2 separate regions of the Gossypium hirsutum genome follow, and region 1 is linked to region 2. The links are chromatin contacts, called in public Hi-C maps. All regions are on one chromosome and are shown on one strand. The core of a region is the stretch at or near the end of the contact, and the rest is flanking DNA. Distances in the headings are between cores, read along the strand shown. Region 1 holds the start of LOC107917518. Region 2 holds the start of LOC107922064 (pentatricopeptide repeat-containing protein At1g76280).

The links. Hi-C and Micro-C count contacts between places; a contact is called where the count stands out from the background.
Region 1: a Hi-C map of leaf shows a contact between it and region 2, with 1.9 times the contacts expected there. The contact joins the promoter of LOC107917518 here to the promoter of LOC107922064 in region 2. A contact is called at or near these places in 4 of 34 Hi-C or Micro-C datasets (callus, leaf and petal).

The regions. Positions count from the first base shown.
Region 1 is chrA01:20,407,754-20,412,412 of Gossypium_hirsutum_v2.1, reverse strand. It overlaps LOC107917518, which reads left to right and starts at 2,163. Exons shown (of 1, transcript XM_016846856.2): 1 at 2,163-2,717. The coding sequence starts at 2,335. The coding sequence ends at 2,616.
Region 2 is chrA01:20,270,330-20,274,724 of Gossypium_hirsutum_v2.1, reverse strand. It overlaps LOC107922064 (pentatricopeptide repeat-containing protein At1g76280), which reads right to left and starts at 2,401. Exons shown (of 12, transcript XM_041117511.1): 1 at 2,117-2,401; 2 at 1,929-1,986; 3 at 1,599-1,792; 4 at 1,292-1,399; 5 at 786-968; 6 at 62-547. The coding sequence starts at 2,182. It overlaps LOC107917369 (salutaridinol 7-O-acetyltransferase), which reads left to right and starts at 3,042. Exons shown (of 1, transcript XM_016846727.1): 1 at 3,042-3,632. The coding sequence starts at 3,042. The coding sequence ends at 3,632.

The sequences.
Region 1 (4,659 bases), core at 914-3,413, 140 kb before region 2:
GTGCATGGCCGAGCAGCCCGGCCCGGCTTGAAGGCCCGCCTGAAAACTAGGAGGGTTTGGGTAAAAATATAGGCCCGAAAAATAGGCTTGGACAAAAAACGAGGCCCGTTTAGAAAACGGGCTGGGCCCCGGGTAAAATTTTTTATCCCGGTTCCAGCCCGGCCCGATTTTAATATTAAATTATTTTTAAAATTTTTTTATTTTTAATTTTAAGTAACTTTAGTACTTTTACTTTACTCTTTTTGTTGTTTTTAATGTTATTTTGATATTGTAAAACTTTTGTTATTAATATAGTTTGGTTCTTAATTTAGTTCTAATTTGTTTCAATTTTTCAATTTTAATATAATTACTTTTTATTATATTTTTAATTTATGTATTATTTTAAGAATTATTTTAGTCTCATTTTTTATTTGTTTTTTGTTTTAATATTTGTTTTAATATTTTTAAATGTATTTGATTTATTATATTTTAAAATTTTTTATTTAATAAAAAAAGTAAAAAAATTAATATGGCCGGGCTAGGCCGGACTCGGGCCTACCATTTTTTCCCGGGCAGGGCTTGGACAAATTTTTAGGCCTATATTTCGGGCCAAGCCTTGAAAACGGACAGAAATATTTTATGAGCCCGGCCTATGCACACCTCTATTTAGTTGCAAATCTTCGAAATATCAGTAGGGAAAAGGTAAAATAATTGACTGTCATTCTTTTGGAATGTACGGGACATTTTTAGCTGTAAATATGTTTTGCTTTTTGTAATGATATTATATAAACAATTAAACTTTAATATTTAATATTTAATATTTAAGAGTTAGAATTTAACATTTATATTTTAAATTTTAAGTGTTTAATAGGGTCTATAACATGGGTGAATTTGGAGGGTTGGTAAAGGCTTCGGTCTCTCTTAAAATAGAAAATTTTTTATGTAGGCTTTTTAATCTTTTTAAAATGTTAAATTAGTAAAGGTAAAATTATATATTGGCTATATTAAAAATAATAAAAATTTAATTTAATTATTTAAAAATTATAAAGATATAGATTATTAAAGTTGTGAAATTAAATTTTACTATCATAAAAAATTACAATTTAATTTCGACTCTTCTAAAAATAGTTTCTGACTTCGCCCCTAATCTATAATGTTAAAATTTGAAGTTTAATAGGGTCTAAACTTTTTAACTTTTTTGAAATTAAGATTTAAAAATTTAAGATTTAATGTTTGTGCCTACAATTTTAGAGTTTTATATTTGTGTTTAAAATTTAAGAATAAATTTATCTTGCAATTATTTATACAAATTAAAATTTAAAAAAAATTATTGAGCTTGTGCGTCATTCCCTTTACAATGGAGGGACTCTCAGGTCCTTCAATCATTTATTCCAAGCTTAGAATTGGTGTGAGTCAGCCCACGTGGTGCGGTGGAGATGAGATGATTGGAAGGCATCTTCACCACCTACTAAAGACCAACAACACACTCCGAACATGTGGGATGTGAGAATATGATACCTCCCCATCCAATATATTTCCTTATTTATCTAATTATCATTCATGTTTATTAAACTTCAAATCAATTCTTAAGTGGAATATAAGATCACAAACTTTAAATGCAAATATTTGTTTAAAAGATTTATTTAATTATAATTTTTCTCAACAAATTGATCAATTTTATTTTATGTAGGACCATTAAGTAAAAATAAAAATACAATAAAGCGTAGTGCAGTGGTTACTCATTTCATTCCTTAATCATAAGCTCGAGGGTCCTATCTTTTCTCATGAGAATGAAACACATTTTATAGCCAACCATTTATCTCCTTAAAAAATATTGTAGTGATTGCTCATCTTATTCTTTAATCATAAATTCAAGAATATGATCTTTTCTCATAAAAATAAAATACATTTTATAACCAACTATTTACTTCCTTAAACAACATCTGCCTCTTTTCAAAATTGAGAAAATGATCATCACCCTCTTTTCAAAATAGAGCATTCCTATAGGTGAAATCATAAAGGGTGCCACCTAGGCTAGACCCTAAAACAATGGAGCCGAGGCGTGCACTTAAGCCTCTAAAACGCATGGGATGGGCCTATAGCTGTGCGCCTCGAAAACAAGATTAATTATGGCCCAAACAGCATAAAACTTATCGCTAGCCTTGTATTGTATGCTATGGATGAAGTTGTAGCCTCCTCCAAACGCCACGCAGTTAACATAACACGTGCCACTCGGTCCTTTAGCCCTTTTTTTTAATGAGCTGGGGCAAAATGCAATAAAATGAACGCAAGGGAAGTGGATCAGAGACTCAAAAACGGTGGAAAGTGTCAACTTGTTGTTAATTCACAATCAGAATGGAAAGGAAAAGTGAAACAGGAGGAGGGAAAGGAAAAGAGCAGAGTGAGAGTCATCAGCCTCCTCATATTTCACCCATGCATCCAGTGACACACAATGCTTATGGTGGCGGATTGTACGGAACCGATCAGGAACAGGCGCAGAAACCGGAAAACCCGCCCGCCAGTGAGACCCAAAGTGCTGATGGGCCCAATGAAGCCAAGAACGAGCCCAAGCACAAACCCCCTCCATCATCCGGTGATCGAGACATTGATATCACCGGCCAATCTTATATCCAGTAGATCGTCGCCGCCGCTTTTATAATTTAGTCTCTGTATTAGTTTTCTTTTCGACTGTTTGGCTAAGCTTGTGAATTAATAATTAATTAAACGGTATGCTCTCATATTTTGGTTTCTGTTTTCCAGTTGTCAGGCTATATTTTCGTACGGGAGGAATTTGGGAGTTATGATTTTTAATACTTACAGTAAATATATATCATGAATTTCAAGAACGATATTTGTCATGGAATATTAAGCCTATATAATAATGAGATTAATATTAAAAAAAGAAATGGTTGATCATGTCATGAACTCTACTGCTAAGCCTATGCACATTGGTGAAGCTTGTAGAAACCATTTTTACTTTGGAAAAACGGGATTCGATTTTAAAATAAAGTACGGAGTCGCCATCGATCCTTTCTGAGGTGTGATCGGATTACCTTCTGAGGTGTGATCGGATTACCTTGATCATTTTAATAAAACATTTTAATTTATTAAAACAATATTTAGGTCTATGAAAATCGAGAAAAAAGGTTCGGGAGTCGATTACGTACGAAGAAGGGTTAGCACCTCGTAACGCCCAAAATTGGTACCAATTGACTAATTAATTTTTTAATGTTGAAAATTTTAAAAAAAATTGAAATACGATCCCCTTAAAAGTGTGTGCACAACTCGAACTGGATTTTAAGATTTACTCATTTCAAAGAAATAAAATATCACATCCAGCATGTTAGGACACGATATTTTAAGCCTCTAAAAACTGAGATCACTTCATGATTTCCAAAACGCAACAAAAAGGTATTCAATTATTTGGACCAACGAAAAAACGAAACCCAACACGTTAGGGCATGATTTCTCGAATTTCCAAACATAGAATATTGCCTTATTTTAAAATTTAGAAAACATGAATGAAATTTTAAAGGAATATTTGACTATTTTGAGCAAGCAGAAAATCAAAGCCCAGCACGTTAGGGCACGATTTTTCAATTTTCTAAACGTCAAACATTGCCTTTGTTTTAGAAGTTTTTTTTTTAAAAAAAAATTGATAGTTGCAAAAACGAATTAAAAATACTTGTTTACTTGAGGATAAAAACAATCGATATTGAGTAAACACGGGAATTGAAACCATAATACAATTACAAGAAATAAAAAAAAACATAATTACATGTATGAACAATAATATGTGAAAACGATATGAAAGCCAATGACAACATGTGATATGCAAAACAACACAAGAACTAAGAGTCAATGATATAAACAATTTAAAGATTATTAATTATATGCAAAGAAATAACACAAGTAAAAATTCGAAATAACTTATATGCATATAAAAACTGACAATATATGAATAATTATTAATATATATTACGTAAGAAGAAATTCAAAATAAATAATATAAAACATAGACAAGTTAATTTAACTAATGATGTATATATGAAAATGGAAAAAAAAGTGTAAATGATATATACCAAGATACTAAAATAAATAAAATATACAATAATCCTTTAAAGAGAACCAAATTATATATAAATAAATTTAAAATATATATATAATTTAAGAAAATATTTACATAAAATAATACGAGAACAATAATGTACATAGAATAAAGATAATTTTATCATAAACTATATATAAGAATATTCAAATGTAATATCATACAAAATAAAATATAGAAAGAGCTCTAAAATAATATTTTTATAAAAAAAACAAAATTGTCAAAGTGATTTTAACTATAAATATGAAAAAAATGTTAAGTGAATCTTTAAAAAAAGAGGTGAATTATACAAATAAAATAAAAAAAACTCAATTAAAGTAAAGTTAAAATAAAAGGGATATTTTATAAATAACATAAACCATTGGAATTTAAAAAAAAAAAAACAAAGCGCAATGCACACAAATGCGTAGGGACCAAAAGCGCAAATGATCCAAGTCCCTACATGCAACATCCAGACATGGGCCAAATTGAAATGGCGCGCAAGTTTCAGGGAAAATTTGAAAAAAACATAGCAAGACTAAATTAAAGGTGGCACAAATGGGAGGACCGACTGCACAAATTACCCATTTAAG
Region 2 (4,395 bases), core at 1,152-3,651:
ATCAGACATTATTACTATTGCATAGAAAAACCAGAAGTTTGTGGTAGAGAAAAAGTCCTACAAGCATCATCAATTGCTCTGCTAGTCCATAAGCTCGAGCTTGTGCACAAGCGTGTAGTACATCATTGATGGACAACCTCAGAACTTCCATAACAGGCAAGTTCTTATAGTTATTCAGCATGCCAACTGTAGCACTGATTGACTTTGATCTCTCTATGTTGGAGGAATCAGTGTCAAATTTGAAGGCAACAGACTGCTCATTCTCTCCTGATTGAACATTTTGTGATCCTAATTCACTTTTGGATGGTATGGGGATGTCTAATCTTGAAGAATACAACCTTCCCTCATCAGTCCTACTAACAAAATGCTTCCCACTAATGGCTAAAGCCACCATATGTTGCAATGTTTCATATGCAGATTTTAAATCTTTCAATCTTGTAAAGGACCAGATAAACCTTCGAAGAGAAATTATATTTAGACTGTAGTGTTTGATATAGTCCTCCCAAATATCACGGGCTGCAGATAGATCTTGCTGCCAAACTGCAAGCTGAAAGATTAAGGGAACAGCAGAAGCAACCAGATAAGATTACCAATATGATGGATCTGTCTATAAGATGTCAATACTTTCAATAGATGAATGACGAAACAAACTTTAAGATAGCTAACCACTTATTTCAATATTTTACATAATAGACAAGCTCTGAAGGGGAAGACAGGAAACCTAGTAATACAAATCTACAATAAAAAGAAAAAAAAAATTCAAGATCAACACTGTTTCTACACACCTTGAGAAGCACTGAATATGTAATTTCATTTTTCCCAACCCTTTGCAGCTCCATCAAATCTAAACATTGATTAGCATGGATTACGCTTTTCATCTTTGCACAGGCTCCTAAGAAACAGTTATATACGGGAAGAAGAGGATAGGTGCCATGATTCTCCCTAAGGAATTTCATGAACTTGCATGCCTGATGGAAATAAAACAAGAAGAAATGATAAAACTTATAATGGAAATTGAGGAAGAGAAACTGCATAAGCATCGTTCTACATACATTTTAATGTGATTCAGGACAATAATAACATTAATGACTACACAGAACAACTGTAAGTACAACCATGCAGCAATGACAAAAGATTGCTCATAATTACACAGAGAAAAGGTTGTAGGTTGTTCTAGTTAAGTTAAATGAATCAACACCCAAAGATACACTGAGGTAATACATTTAGAAGATCAGTGTTTAATAATTGAACAAACAGAACATCTAACAAAACCAGTAGATAAAAGGCATACCTCCTCCAAGTAACCTCCCCTACAAAGAGCTCGGACCATAAGCAAATAGCATGTATTATTCAAGTCAATCTCCTTCTCCTCCATTAATCTCCATGTTTCCATAACGAACTGTACAGGACAGGAAAAAAATCACAACTGTTACTGCCAAGTATAACCATTGGTGCTATCTTTTCTTCCTTTTCCAGTTTGTCAAATATTATAAATATCCACATTATCTATGTCCTAAGCTTAAATCTAGAGAAGAGAAACACATTGAGGTTTACACAGTTGCATGCAGCTAGCTAAAATTCCATGTTGAACAGCTTACCAAAGGATCCGGTGACCTTGCACAGTAGTTAAGAATGTAAACGAAGTCATTGGCTTTTAACGACTGGTTTCCGTTACCAAAGTCTAAAAGCAGGCTAGAAGCTCTACTTCTCTCACCTAAGCGAAGGGCATCAACAATTTGCACTTGAATGGACTTTGTTAATGGCTCTCCTCCATATCCCAAAAACACATTACCTGCGTTCACAAGCTTACTCTAAAGATTTCATTCGATATATATGCATACACAGACAAACAAAAGCTTACGCTGCAGCTATCAATTTCTTCAGTTAAATAATAATAATTAAAATAATGGAAGAGTTTGGCTAATGACCATTAATAGTTGCAACACTTCTACATAATGCCACTCTTCTGATAAAATTTCCTCGTCCCTGAAATAGCATTTGATTAGTCAACCAATAAATTGGAACAATGAACAAACTTCCCATAATTTAGAATAAAAATATATATTGGCAAATAGAAACATCTGATTACTGAAAGAAGAAAAATAAAAAGACTTACACGTTCAAGTTCACCCGATTTGAATCTACATAAGGTGTCTGCGATTGAGCGCAAAGGAATCCTCATTCCCTTTAATGTTACAGTGTTGAATGAAGAATTCAGCTTTTTCAGTGGGTTTTCCCTTTAGGGTTTAAGCATTTTGAAACATACATTAGTAGGATTCATAAGCAGTAAAAACAAAACAATTAACGGCGTTCAATTCAACCTCCTCCCTTCGCTGCTTGGAACACGGAGTTAGCTGATTTGCAGATATAGATATATACATACATACATACACCCGCACTCAGCGGATCGAGATTGTATGGCATTCCACTAATCCCACAATGTGGTTGGCCTTTGAGTCAATATTTGGCCCAATGTAATTGTCTAACAATATGATCCACCTCTAGAGCCCAAAATGTCTGAGCAGACCAACGTAGATACCTGACAAATTGGTAGAATCCAAATTAATAAAATTATTAGTTGTAATTTAAAAATATTTTTTAGTCGAATCCAAATTTAAATCCTTTATTGACAAAAGCAAAGCGCCAAATTTTCGTTCATAAGTAGTAATTCAAATAATAATTATGAGACTGTACATATTAATATATATACCAATTAAAATATCAATATCCATTTACCAATTTGAAAATTCACTGAGAAGCAAATCAGATAAAGCCGGCCAGCCCAACTTTAATGTGATAAAATCTATGCTGGATGTGTCTCAAGCTATGTGGTTTTATCTCTAGATTGCAGCTCACTGTTCATTATCCTTCATAGTTTTAAACAAACCAGTGAAAATCTTAAACAACTGATTGTAAAAAACACAGATAAAAATGATGTCAAATTTTATTCTTCTTCCTCGGAACCCACGCAAACTTACCTTTAAAAAGCTGAGCAAGTTTTCTTGTAAGAGAAATCAGAAGCAAAAAAAAAAAAAAAAAACATGGTGGTTGAAATCATGTTTAAAGAAAGTATCAAACCATCTTGCCCAACACCATATCACTTGAGAACCTATAAACTTTCACTTTTGGATCAGCTTATGCCATCAGCTCACGTTCCAATGATCTTCTTTTATAGCCCCATAAATAGTGACTCTAACCATATGAATATAGTCGGTGAAAGATTAGAGAGGCTTAAGCAATCTCTATCAGAGACCTTAACTATTTTTTACCCATTTGCAGGAACGATCAAAGATGGTCTTTACATAGATTGCAACGACAATGGAGTTCAGTATGTTGAGGCTAAGGTTAGTTGTTGCCTATCAGAAATTCTTAGCAACCCTGACATCTTAATGATACGGAAATTGCTTCCTTCTAACATTAGCCGATTGGTATCTTCGGATGCTGGAATTCCTGTTGCTATGATTCAAGTAAACATATTGAAATGCGGTGGCATTGTCATTGGCACACAAACCTCGCATAAGATCATTGATGGCCCTACTTCAACTACATTTCTCAAGGCCTGGGCGGCTTCTGCTCGAGGTTCAGGTGAAGTTCCAAGGCCTAGTTTCATTGCACCACTGCTTTTCCCATAGAATTATTTGTTGCCAAGAGATACAATGTTAGCCATATGGCCTTCCTTACTAAAATTTGGCAAGTGTGTTACGAGCAGATTTGTGTTTCATGCTTCAGCCATAGCAACTCTCAAGGCCAAAGCTTCGAGCTCGTCGGTGGTGCCAAATCCTACCAGTGTCGAGTCTGTATCAGCCTTCATATGGATATGTTTTACAACCGCCTCCAGAATAAGATATGGATCCCGACGGCCGTCTGTTTTGTCTCATATAGTAAATTTGCGTGGAAAAACTGCAACATCATTGCCTGAACATTCAATTGGGAATCTTCTATGGATTGCAACTGCACAGTGTGATGCAGAGGTGAACTTAGAATTGCAGTCATTGGTGGGTCTGCTAAGGAAATCCTTAATGGAAACTAGTGGTGAGTTTGTTGAAGAATTACAAGGTGAAAGAGGTTTCCAAAAGGTCCTCAAGTGTCTCACAGAGTTAGGGGAAGTTCACTCTAATGGAGGAGCCGATTATGTTGCATTTAGCAGCATGTGTAAAGTAGGTATATATGAAGCTGATTTTGGATGGGGAAAGCCCATGTGGGTGAGTCCTGGTGGCATAGATGGATTAGTGTTTCAGAATTTGGTGTTTTTGATTGAAACAAGAAATGGTGATGGAATAGAAGCATTGGTGACCTTGGATGAACAAGACATGGCAGTATTACAAAGTCAAACAGAAATACTCTCATTTGCTGCCCTGGATCCAAGTCCTTTTCAACCTCAGTATTAAGCTTATT